3 separate regions of the Rattus norvegicus genome follow, and all the other regions are linked to region 3. The links are chromatin contacts, called in public Hi-C maps. All regions are on one chromosome and are shown on one strand. Each heading gives the region's core, a stretch centred on a gene start, on an enhancer-like site or on the middle of the called end of the contact. The rest is flanking DNA. Distances are from core to core; before and after follow the strand shown.

Region 1 (3,937 bases), core at 799-3,298, 60 kb after region 3:
GATTCAAAGCTACACTGATGCATACTGGGAATATCTAATGGAGAGTTCCCCCTATGCATCCCCATTCTTTACTAACTAACCTTAAAATCATGATGGAAACAGTAAATTATTTATTCTTGGAGAGACTAGCAAGGAAAACCCGAAGCAGGGAAATGTTGTTTGTGATATTTGGAAACTTCTTAATAAAGAGCAAAAGTAAGAAGGAGTTGTGAGGGTGCTCACGTGTGATTAAAAGGATGCCAGGTTAGTTCCTTTGTTTTAGTAATTAAGAAATCATTGACAAGTGGTTTCCGAATCATGGAGTTAACATGCAGCATCCACATATCCATCCCATATGGGTGTGCTTTATACATTCAGCTAGATCTGCTCCCTGCAGTCAGAAAAGTATTGCCCCAACTCTTAAGCACATTCATTAGGTTTCCTCTAATAGGAAATCTAAGAGAGGTTAAGATTCTTTGATCTAAGGAATAAGTGCTTTTTCTACATGTTTAGGTTGCTTTCTTAGGTTAGCCCACATCTGTCCTAATTTATGATTCTGACATAATTTCTATTCAGAGATAAACAACCTCAAAGTTGAAAGGATATTTTCCTATACCTCAAAACTTTCAACATTTTTTTTTGAAGAAAGCTGACAGAAAATGCCCTATTTGTCTCTGTGAACACATGCTCCCAACATTTCTCCCCTCAAGTGTACAAGCACACATCAAATGTGAGGTAGCTTTCCTGAGGACCAACAGTTAGATATGAACAGTACAAGTATACGACGTAAAGTAAGAGCGTTTCCCATACTCTGAATTAAAAGAAACACTGGCAAATGTTTTCAAAACCATGCCCTTTGCAGTCAAAACTCCCTTTAGCAGTATGCTATTCATTTAAAATGGAATAATTTCAAAGTCACGGTGAAAGCATTATTCTAAAGTTTATGACCCACTGTACTTTTTGAAAAACACTTGGAAGCTATATTTTTCCAAAAATGATAGCAAGACTAAAACTTCAAATAAATAACGTAATTAAACAGAGGATTAAGAATTCCCCATCCGCAGTGCGTATGTGTTTCTCTTGAAATATGTTAGACCATTAATGGGAATAAGAGAAACCAATTTAGATGTTTGGAAATTCGACTCTTAATTTCAAATTGGAACAGTTTAGCTTAAGAAATCACTAACATTTAAATAACATTTCAACAAATGTAACTGTTTGGAAACTACAGCTGAGGCAGCCTCCTGCCTTCTGTCTTGCAAGGATTGATTTGGAAGGCCCTGAGGGAGAAAATATTGGAGTTGGGAGGTAAAACTGAAGCCACTGTGGGAAGGAAGAAGTTACTCTCTTCCTGTTATGACAGGAAAGCGTAGACAAATGTGTTTCCTGAGTTAGCTCAGCAGGGAATGTAGGATTCTTTGACCTTTAACTTAGGTATATTTTGACTGTGTTGAACTAGTAAACAGGCTTTGGCCCTCCGGATAGTAATCTGTCTTATCTGATTCTTTTCCACATGAAATTGGTATCTTTAGTAGCTGAAGTACAACCTGTAACCACTCTAGAGATTGTACTTACAAGAGAAGTGAGCTTTTTAAGAGACCAATCAGACCTGAACAGCCCATACAACCAAGTTTAAAACATTAAGGATAGAATTCTCCTTTAGAATATAAAGCATTACCAGAATTTGCAAGGCCCACTCTTAAACTCAGACAAACTCAATGACTGATACTGGCCCCTGCCCTGTCCTCACATAATCCACTGTATCAGAAATCCACAGAAACAACTTTTAAAGCCCAAACTCTTCAACGGACACTCCTTTGTTTGGTATCCAATCTCATATTTATTATCCACCCTCAAAATACCATGCAACGTGCAAGATTTAAATTTGTATTTAGGAATCGTGTATGTTGACTTAGGGTAAGGGGCTCATAGAGTTCTTTTCCCTGAGGCCCTCATTTTAATCAGTTTATTGTGTAGAGACAGTTAGGGACCACTGCTTACACATCCTGTGGAAGTGCTACTGCATTTCGCTGAAACACAGCCCAGTTTGCTGGAGGCTAAGGAGGACAATGGTTTCCTTTGCAACAGCACACACTGCTGTCTCTTGGTCGCAAGTTGTGCTGGAGGGTTACAAGCACATGGTAGCAGTCTGCTTAAAAGAGCCCCTCACTGCTCTTTAAAGAGCCTTTCATTTAGGATGGCAGGCCCCTTCATTGTATAAAGGAGTGCTTGTCTAGAACACAAGTCTGTCGTGGCAGCCTCCTCCCGCTGAGAGTAATCATCAGGCCTAGAGCTCGTAGCCTTTCTAATGACAGACTGAATTAAACAAAATAAAACTGAAGAGGAATCCTCAGAACAGTTGTGCCTTTACTTACTGACAGGAACAAGGGAGGCATCCTGGAGCATTTAGAAGGCCATTTCCCTTTTTACAATTAGAGATTGTCGTTACAGACTCTTGACTCCATCCCTAACCGGTTAAACACATGGGAAGACCCAGTGGCTCATGGATTATTACAGAGCACATTGTCTCCAGGAGCTGCTCCTCCTTTCACTCCTTACTCAGTCACCTCCCTTAACTTAAAAGACTGGAGATCATCTTGGTAGCAGAGAGGGAAGAGGAGAGGGTTTAAGATGCTTTCACATAAAGACGTTATATTAGTAATTCTAGGTGAGAGAATGGAAGAACATTGAAAATAGAGTTAGTTGAGTGTATAAGTTTCAACATAGTTTAAAAGAAATGACAATTACTTTATTGTTAAACTATGGCTTTAGGTCAAGTTACTCAGACACAGAATGCTTAAGCATCTACAGAAACTTTTTTTTCTGCCAGTTCTGGAAAAATAGAAGACAAACAGAAAGAAAAAAGAAAGAGAGACAGAGAGAAAGAGAGAGACAGAGACAGAGAGACAGAAAGACAGAGAGACCAAAAGAAAGGAATAGAGAGAGGGAGGAAGAGAGAAAGGGAAAGAAAGAGGGAGAGAGAGGGAGTGATAGGGATGGAGAAAGAGGGAGGAAGGGAGAGGGAAGGGAGGTAAAGAGAGGAGAGGAAGAGAGAAAAGAGGGAGAGGAGCAGGAGGAAGAAAAATAGGATGGGGGAGGGTAAGTAGGTTAAGAATCACTCCATTCATTAAATACAAAAACAATTCATTAAAATTAGGCCTCAAATACAGTGATTTCAGACTCTAAAAAAAACTAATGTGGGTTCCCTCAGAGGTAGTCAGAAATCTTCAAGGTTTCAGCCTCCCTGTTCTTACTGGTGTAGTAGCTACTGTTTGAAAGGTTCATCACTTTCATTTCTTTAGAATTCTTCCCTGTAGGTAGCAAGGATCCCCATTGTTCATACAGAGAGGTAGGTTCTTCAGGGGTGGCTAGGAATGTAAAGAATGTGGAGAAAGGGAATGGATGGAAACAGATTCCAAAATACCCTTTTCATGACCCAGTAAGCCAAACTAATTTCCCTGCCATGAAAGGAACTACACAGGGCCTGGCCTCGGATTTTAAAACTTGGTGTTTAAACTGCCTATGTAGCAATGTCTATGTGGAAATTGGAGTTCCATTATTTTTATTCTAGCTGTGAGGAGACCTGTGTCTGCTGCCAGCCAAAGTACTTCCCATTTTGGGAAACTGAAACATCTATAAATATAGATGTAGTGTGTGCCTACTCATGCTTGTGTGTGGTTCCCACTAGCTTTCGTGGGAATGGCTTGAGTGTCTAAGGGCAGCCGGGGCTACAGAACCACACAAAAACATCACTGGTTTGTTGGTGGCAGTAGAAACCACTGACTCTCGATTGAATCTTGGTAGCATTATTTTATTTACTTTAACCTAAGAAGCCACCTTTACATAAATCAATGCTCTCCCTTAGGGCGCTGTTCTTAGGAGAGTGTGATATGTCTACAAAAGCAAATAAATAAAAATAACTAACAGTACATGTACACCTCAGCTGACACTGGCCCGT
Region 2 (3,714 bases), core at 854-3,353, 41 kb after region 3:
GGGATCTCCAGGGACAGTCATGACTTTGCCTACACCTCTGAGGATTTTCTCTTAAATTCCAGATTAGAAAGAATCAGGCTGAAATAGCAGCTCCATTTGGTAATTTCTGATCTCTACTAACAGATCCTTTTCTATGGGGGGGAAGTACCGTCATACTTTCCATTTAATACTATCTGCCAAGGATGACTTGATCTATCCTTGAAAACGGCCCAGGACAGAATGTGTAGACACACAGAGATAAGGAGCCTCCGCCAGGCCTTGGGCTCCAGGAGCTGTCTCAGCTCAGCTCTGGCCCAGGCGCCTTTCCACTGCAATGTGCTTGCCTGGATATTATAAAGGAAGCATTTTGCTTGTCTGAGGACACCTCTATTCCTAGCTCTTTGACAGTTTCACTCACCATATCCCCTCAGTTCTAAACACGTGCAAAGGGAGATAAAGGTGGTGAAATGAGAGGAGCCTGGAACAGGGCCGCTACAGTAGAAAAGACACTCCTTACACGACTGTCCTACAGTGGAGACCTGGTTGTGGGGTGATGTAGATGTAGCATGAAGGGTATCTTAGTACTTAGGAAAGAGAGGAGAAGATGCCATGTAAAATACTGGTTAGCGTTAAGGATAATGTTCAGTGTTTTAAGATTAAAAAATCAAGTATTTCATGATTTGGGCAGAGAAAGACCACAGTTCTGTCGTGTAAATACTTCTAAGTTTATGATTCTTCTTTAGGCCCTTCCTATATGTGAGTATTAATTTAGACTGCATGGCAAATCATACAACTTATTTTGAAACTCATTATGTTCATGAAATAAGAAAGAAGAAAGAGGCCAACTATAAAGGATCAAGTTTGTATAACTACTTCTAAAAAGTGAGAGCAAGGGAACGGTAAAAATTGTGGACTTTACTTTCTTTGACATTATATTGCAAAGGAAAATTTTATCTCCATCCCTTAAAAGTATACTGTCCTTTTGGGGGCATTTCTGCATCATAATTTTTTTAAATTAAAGTGAATTGCGTTAACTCCATACTTATCAAGACATAATCCTTCAACTGGTTCTCCCCCTATTAAAATGCTTCGACTTAAAAAGTAGTGGACAATTCAATTTATCTTTTCATTTTCAGTTGGAAATTAATCTGTTGGCTTTAGGCTATGTAACACCTCTCCTTAGGTACACGAGTATTTCAGATACAGGAAACACTGGGATTTTCAGGTGTTACTGAGATGACAATCAAAACTGCGGATTACATCCATGTTAGGTCTTTTGAGAAAGAGAATGGATCAACTGAGCAAATGACTGAGTTACACCAGCGATGTGCAAGAGAAGTTACGCACAAAGGAAAACAGGTCTCTATACAATACTGTGATTTGAGTTTGGAGTAATCTTGAGTATATTGTCAGATGGTCATGGTGCTATCCGCACTCACAACTGAAAAAGGAACAACGTTCCTGGGAACAATTTCAACCAGTTGACCATGTTTTCATACAATAACTGTATATCGAAGCAAGAAGTATCATTGAGTCCAATTGAGGTCAATTTAGAGGCTTTTGAATTCCTACTGTTTTGTCTGTGCTTTAAAAGTATTTTTTTAATTATATGCCACCACGATTTAAAAAGAAATTTAAACAACAAATTTACTAAACTGATTTTTTTTACAAAAAAAAATTGTGGCTCTATTTTACATATTATTTACATATTTTGTATATTATTTCCACTTTTCCGTTAAGGATACCAAAGGTTAGGAGACTGTAATTTAACTAGGTTTGCAACACCTGTGACAGGAGAGGGCAGGAGTGTTTGTTGTCATAACACCTCTCTATGGTTACCCTACATCTTCCTGGTGTCTTCTAAAGTAACACTGCCTTATTAGGCTGTTGAGTGAAAGCCCACCTCCTCCATTCCATAGCAATGTACCCCTTGTCCCGCTGTTCTATAGTATTTTCTCCATAGAGGTTCACTATCTAAATCATCGAGGGTGTTTGAGCTCCTGCATTGACACTTGTCGCAGAAAGCAAGCATGTATAAGTTTCACAGAGCCCAGACCCTCTCTGTTACATTCCCAGTGATGTCCCTGGTATTGAGCTATCTTGATTCATGCCTGTTGCTCTCTGTGACTAACAATCAGACATTTTCCTGTATTTTTAAGCACCATGAGTTTGACCCATGGTATGCTGTGCATGATGACAATTAAGCTAGAATTTGGTTCTTTTTTGTAATCCAAGCCCAAACCTTGTTTAAAATGTGCTATCAGGATGCACCTAATGTGTGTCAGCGATGAGCCGTCTCCAAATCGATGGCTGAGGCTGCAACTCTATCCTCCTGAAGAGCCTGCTGTACTTTAATCTCATTGCTGAAGTTTGCTGGTGCCCTTGCTGACCCCACCCCACCCCCGACAAGCGTTCTGTAGTGTTAAATCTGTGTGCTACACAGCCCTGGCATGTTTTGCAGTGCGGAGAGTCTGGTTGTCCTGGAGTTTCGCAGATAAAGGAAGGATACAGTTCCGAGAGGAATGCACTGACTACAAAGTGCATCCTGAAGGCCGTTTAGCTCACAATGAAGGTCTGTGTTTTAAAATAGCTCTATAACAAAGTAACTACAGAGTGTTGGCAAGGGCTCCAACTATTTATAGAACTGAGTAAGGCGTGGTAAATACCGCCACGGTACCCAGTTCTCCCTTGCCACAACCCCAAACTTATAAGAAGCACTGTAATTATATTTTTCTACTTGGAAAAAAAATTATAGTAGCCATTATCAGTTTAACCATACGGAAGCTTGGGCTGAGATTTCTTTTTTAAATGCATAGTTTTGAGTTTCAACAGCTGTGCTGGGTCTTTAATCATATATTATCTTTATGAAGCCTTTTTCTAACATATGTTAATTGGCTGTTTTCTGTGACAAATTATGAGCTCTTACTTTGATGAGGTTCAATTGCAATCATGTTGGAGTTGAGTACGTCAAGTTTCCACCCCTGCTGGCAACTCAAACCACTACAAACATCCGCACGTCACTGCAGTGCTGAGTAATGGCAGGATTGGGGCTGGCTGATTTTGCTACAGATTTTTTTTTCCACAGGATATTTTCAGCTTCTTTGTACTAAATCTGTTGCAGGGTTTGCCCTTTTTAGCAGACACATGCTCTAAAATTAACATCAAATCTTATTGGAGATTACTATAATACAGTGAAGAATATTTCATAATACAACGTCCCAGCGTCTGCTTTGCTTTACTGGGATTTCAGAACATTTATTCCACATTTTAAGTCAGTCAGTTGTAAATCCGACTAGCACTTTCGACATCATCAGCATGTTGCAGCAGACATTTTGAATGATCCTCTGTGAGGGAAGCAAGTTATCTGAGAGGATGAGGAGGTAGAAAGTCAGCTGTTATAAAGAAATTGGATGTTAAGTGCTTTTCTAGGTGTAGACAAATGTGTTGGGATGTTAAAAATTCTGTTGTTCCTTATATTCTTTTTCTTCTTCAATCTTACATTATCAGTCAAGTAATGAAAAGAGACATGTTCATGGAGGTCAGCATCACATAAGATGTATAACAGCCTTTCCATTTCTCTGTCCTAGTGTCAACCTTAATGTATGATTCAGATGAACAGAAATGTTCTAATCCATCTGCTCTGAGAGCTGTGACAGATAGCTTGTATCAAATACCAACAGATGATCAGTGATAGCTATAATTAGAACAGATACAAAAACGCAGTGCATTTGTCTA
Region 3 (3,798 bases), core at 1,159-3,658:
TATATCACCAAATCTAGATATACCTTAGCATGCGGCATGTCTAAGCCTCAGAGCTCGTATCTCTGAGGATGCCATTCTGTTTTTATTATAAACCCATGGTAGTCACATTTGCTATGTGAAAGAGAGGCGAACACAGTATAGCATAGATACTAATTTTCAAAAGTAGAACAAAACACTTACTATGTCACAAAGCTTGTGCTTTGTGACAGTTTGTCATGCTTTCCTGTAATGAAGTCGCAGTACTAATTAATAGTCTCCATGTAAGGAGCCAGAGGTTTGAAGATCCTTCCGATGTAGTTTAACTTGCCTGGAAAATCAACTTTCTGCTTTCAAGGGAAGCCTGTGGAGGGTGCTTAAATGTTAAGTCCACTGCTCCTCCAGGAGCTTCCAACTTCAAACAGCACAATGAGATGGAGGCTTTTTGAACCACGGTGCCCTTTTGCATTAGAATAGTTCTCTGCTGCTGTACTGAAGAACTTACCAGAAAAATGCAGCCAGTTATTGGGTTAAACATACACTTTTGAAAGGAGTTTATTTTTGTGTGTGAGGAAGTATCTTTAATTAGCTAGATATTTCATTAGTCTGCTATTGTCTACACTGTATCCTCTATGTTATGGTACTCTGTGAACTTTCTCTTCCTCCAGTCATAATATTAAAAAAAAATTTTTTTTATGTTTTACACGATCTACAGTACTCCTGGCCATGCAATCTTTCAATATTTTGGGGAGACATAGGGGTGATGTGTATAACTAGTTGATATATTTAATCTTTAGCTTTTTGGGTGTGGTCCCAATATCTAGTACCTTTTCCCCTAAGTATCAATTCTTTGTTAACCTATATTTTTACTATGGAAAAGTATTCTAGAGGCTCAAACCTTAACCTAAGTATCCTTATCAGTCTCTGCTCTTGCTTCCTGTGCAGCTGAAACTCTTCAGGATAAGTGAAGTCACCCGCTATCGGTCAGGGGAGCCTAATGCATTTGGGAAGTTGTTTTTGGTTTACTTGCTAATGACCTGGATAAAGTCCAGTAAGGTGTGGAGGAGACCCTGGAGGGAAGGAGGGGGTATTCTCGAGAAAGCTGTCCCCTTGGTAAATTTGTCCAGATTGACTCGAAAGTTAATGGCCCCGGGATAAAGTCGAGATTTCAAAAACTTGTAATTATTTTATTACTAACATTGGAGGTTCCTTTCGGCTCACGTTCTAACCTAGCCCTCCTGGCTCTCAAGGCCAAAAGCTTTGTACATTCTGGGCGGGCAGGAAGCGCACGCTGGGATCGAGGCTTGCAGACATCCTGGATCGTGGCTTTTACGCGTGAGTAACGGAGGCGCGCGCGGACCGGAGCAAGGATGAGGTGGCTACTGCGAATCCAAAGGAGGGGGTGGGGGGAGTCACTAGAGCAGCTCTTAGGGTCGCGCTCCTATTGGTCAGAGGGAAGATCTCGACTTCAGAAGGACTTTCCTGTTAGCTGCCTTGCAGCCTCCCGGGGGAGCGAGCGCGCAGCAGCCCAGCGTCCCCTCCGAGCGTCCTCTTTAGCAACAGGGAGAGAGGCAGGGAGCCGCCGCTCCCCGTGTTGTCTTCCCTTTCATGCAATAAAGAATTGTCATTAGGTTTGCGTATGGCATGTGCCATTACCCCACCGTAAAACTAAAATTAGCAAAATGTCAGGAATGGAAAGATTGATTCACCAAGATGCAATTATCATTTAAAAGTGCTTGATTGAGGTACTGATGTTCAGTGATTTATTCTGCATACCATATACATAATTAAAGTAGTGTAGTGGAGTAATTTATCAATCTAGTTGAGACTGGAGGGGTGAGGAGGGAGCTGCAGTATGTTTGTTTTATTAAAATGCTGCGAGGTTCTAGTCCCGCCCCCCTTTTGCAAGAGTGAAACTGATGATTTCCCCAGCTCGAGAGGAGAGTCAACGGTTTGGGCTGGTAGGGATAGAAAAACGGAAAGGAAAAGGCAGCGCCAGGAAAAGGCAAGAATAAAATGAATTGGGGGACGGGGGGAGCACTGGCGCGTACGTGCTGCTTAGAACCCCCGTGTGCTCAGTCTTGCTTGCCGCCCCCGCGTCCCCTCCCAGTATCCTTACATTCCCCCCCACCCCCCCCACCCCCCCCCCCCGCTCTTTCACAGGACGTATCTAAGGCTGGGAGCTGCTCTCCTTTTCCCATTCGTCTCCTGTCACTTCCTTCCTGGACGCAGTTTTCTGGACAAGTCTGGCTACTTTTAATCCCACCGGCCACAGAGAGCCACTTTCTCCTCCTCTTCCACCTCCTCCTTCTCTTCCTCCACCTTCCTCCTCCTCCTCTTTCTCCTCCTCTTCCAGCGGCTTCGGTGCGCGCGCGAATGCGCAATCCCGCGCGCGCCCTCCCCTTCCCCCCCCCTCGAGTGCGCACACACGCACACTTCGTCTCCAGCTCTCAGCTCACTCGCCTCGCAGTCACAGACACTTGAGCACACGCGTACACCCAGACATCTTCGGGCTGCTATTGGATTGACTTTGAAGGTTCTGTGTGGGTCGCCGTGCCTGCAGCTTTGAATCAGGTGGAGAAGTACTTCAAGGCTGGACGAAGTAAAGATTATTGTTATTTTTTTTTCTTTCTCTTCCTCTCTTTTAAGAAAGGAAAATATTCCAAGGACTAATCTGGTCGGGTCTTCCTTCATGTAAGTACCTCTGACATTTCACCAAAAGAATAGAAATAGTCTGTGTATTGTCTCTGAAATCTGCACGGATCTCTTCCAGACACCGGGTCTATCCAACTCCTTTCTGGAAGGCTTAAGTTAAGGCTTGTTGTGCATTCTTTTCTTTAGATTCTACGATTTCCTTGTGTGTGGCTGAAAGTAACTTTTTAGATGGTAGCATCGGTTTGCCATCTGCTATTGAAATCACATCTGACTGTTCCTGTCACATCAGTTTGTTTAAAGTTTCAAGAAGTTAGTTCACGTCATTAGCGTGTTCAGTAGGGTGGAGAATGTGGATCTTGGTGGATTTTACTATTTCACAGACTGTTCTGTGACCTTGAAGTAGCTGTCTTAAAATTTAGCTGTTAGTTCACTATGGAAAGATGTTCCTATGAGTTGCCCCCAAAGACTGATTTGCCCTGGGTTTAGATTCTGAACCACTAGTCCTTGGAATGACTTTAAGCTACAGCAGGGCTGCCTGCCAGAGTCCACCTTTTGTGCATCCTCTTCTTTCACCAAAGTGCATGCTTGTGAGAGTTTAATTGGTGGGGACCAGAAGCAGTTGCCCTGGCCATGGGAGCCCGTGCACTGCACAGTTCATGTTTGTATTCCAGCATGTGCATTGTTGTTTAGATCAAGGGAAATATTAAGCCACTTAAAAACAAACAAGGCTAAGTCACTTAGCCCGCCTTCTGTTTGGACTTTGGATGAAAGTTACGAAACTAAGTGACAAAGTTGGCCATAAAGAAAGTCTATAGAGATGGGACACATTTCTTATTGTATTATTGCGTATTATGCAAGTGCTTGAGTGCAACGCTAATGTGATTTCCTTTCCAGAACAAGGCTACCAATTCTTAAGGAAAATGTTCTATCTGAGCCATTTTGAACTGTTCTAGATGCTATAGTTATGAACCTTTTCCCTCACATTTTTGAAATGGATGTCTTCTGTATGAAATACTTGGTATGTAAATGCTGACAGTGTATGTAGAATCAGGCTCTTTGCCAATTCTTTAACTGGTCCTCGGAGGAGAATTGCTTTGACACAAAGTGCATTTTACTATTGTTAATGTGATAGTAACTCTAACGGTAACTGCCTTATGAAATCTGTAG

Evidence for each region. Hi-C and Micro-C count contacts between places; a contact is called where the count stands out from the background.
Region 1: a Hi-C map of Schwann cells shows a contact between it and region 3, with 4 times the contacts expected there. The contact joins the enhancer-like site here to the promoter of Mef2c in region 3. A contact is called at or near these places in 2 of 12 Hi-C or Micro-C datasets (Schwann cells and psoas muscle).
Region 2: a contact with region 3 is called in a Hi-C map of the A7r5 cell line, with 2.7 times the contacts expected there. The contact joins the enhancer-like site here to the promoter of Mef2c in region 3. A contact is called at or near these places in 3 of 12 Hi-C or Micro-C datasets (the A7r5 cell line, the Rat2 cell line and psoas muscle).

Annotation. Positions count from the first base shown.
Region 1 is chr2:15,786,768-15,790,704 of GRCr8, forward strand. The region is part of intron 2 of Mef2c (myocyte enhancer factor 2C); the gene reads left to right. Among named protein-coding and RNA genes, the nearest start is that of Mef2c, 60 kb to the left of the region's middle. Within about 2 kb of position 2,049, at least 3 of the 93 cell types and tissues checked have an H3K27ac peak or open chromatin away from gene starts, as enhancers often do. A contact at or near this core is called in Schwann cells, where this site is marked.
Region 2 is chr2:15,767,423-15,771,136 of GRCr8, forward strand. All of the region lies in intron 1 of Mef2c (myocyte enhancer factor 2C), which reads left to right. Among named protein-coding and RNA genes, the nearest start is that of Mef2c, 40 kb to the left of the region's middle. Within about 2 kb of position 2,104, at least 24 of the 93 cell types and tissues checked have an H3K27ac peak or open chromatin away from gene starts, as enhancers often do. A contact at or near this core is called in the A7r5 cell line, where this site is marked.
Region 3 is chr2:15,726,607-15,730,404 of GRCr8, forward strand. Mef2c (myocyte enhancer factor 2C) reads left to right here and starts at 2,409. Exons shown (of 11, transcript NM_001399397.1): 1 at 2,409-2,670.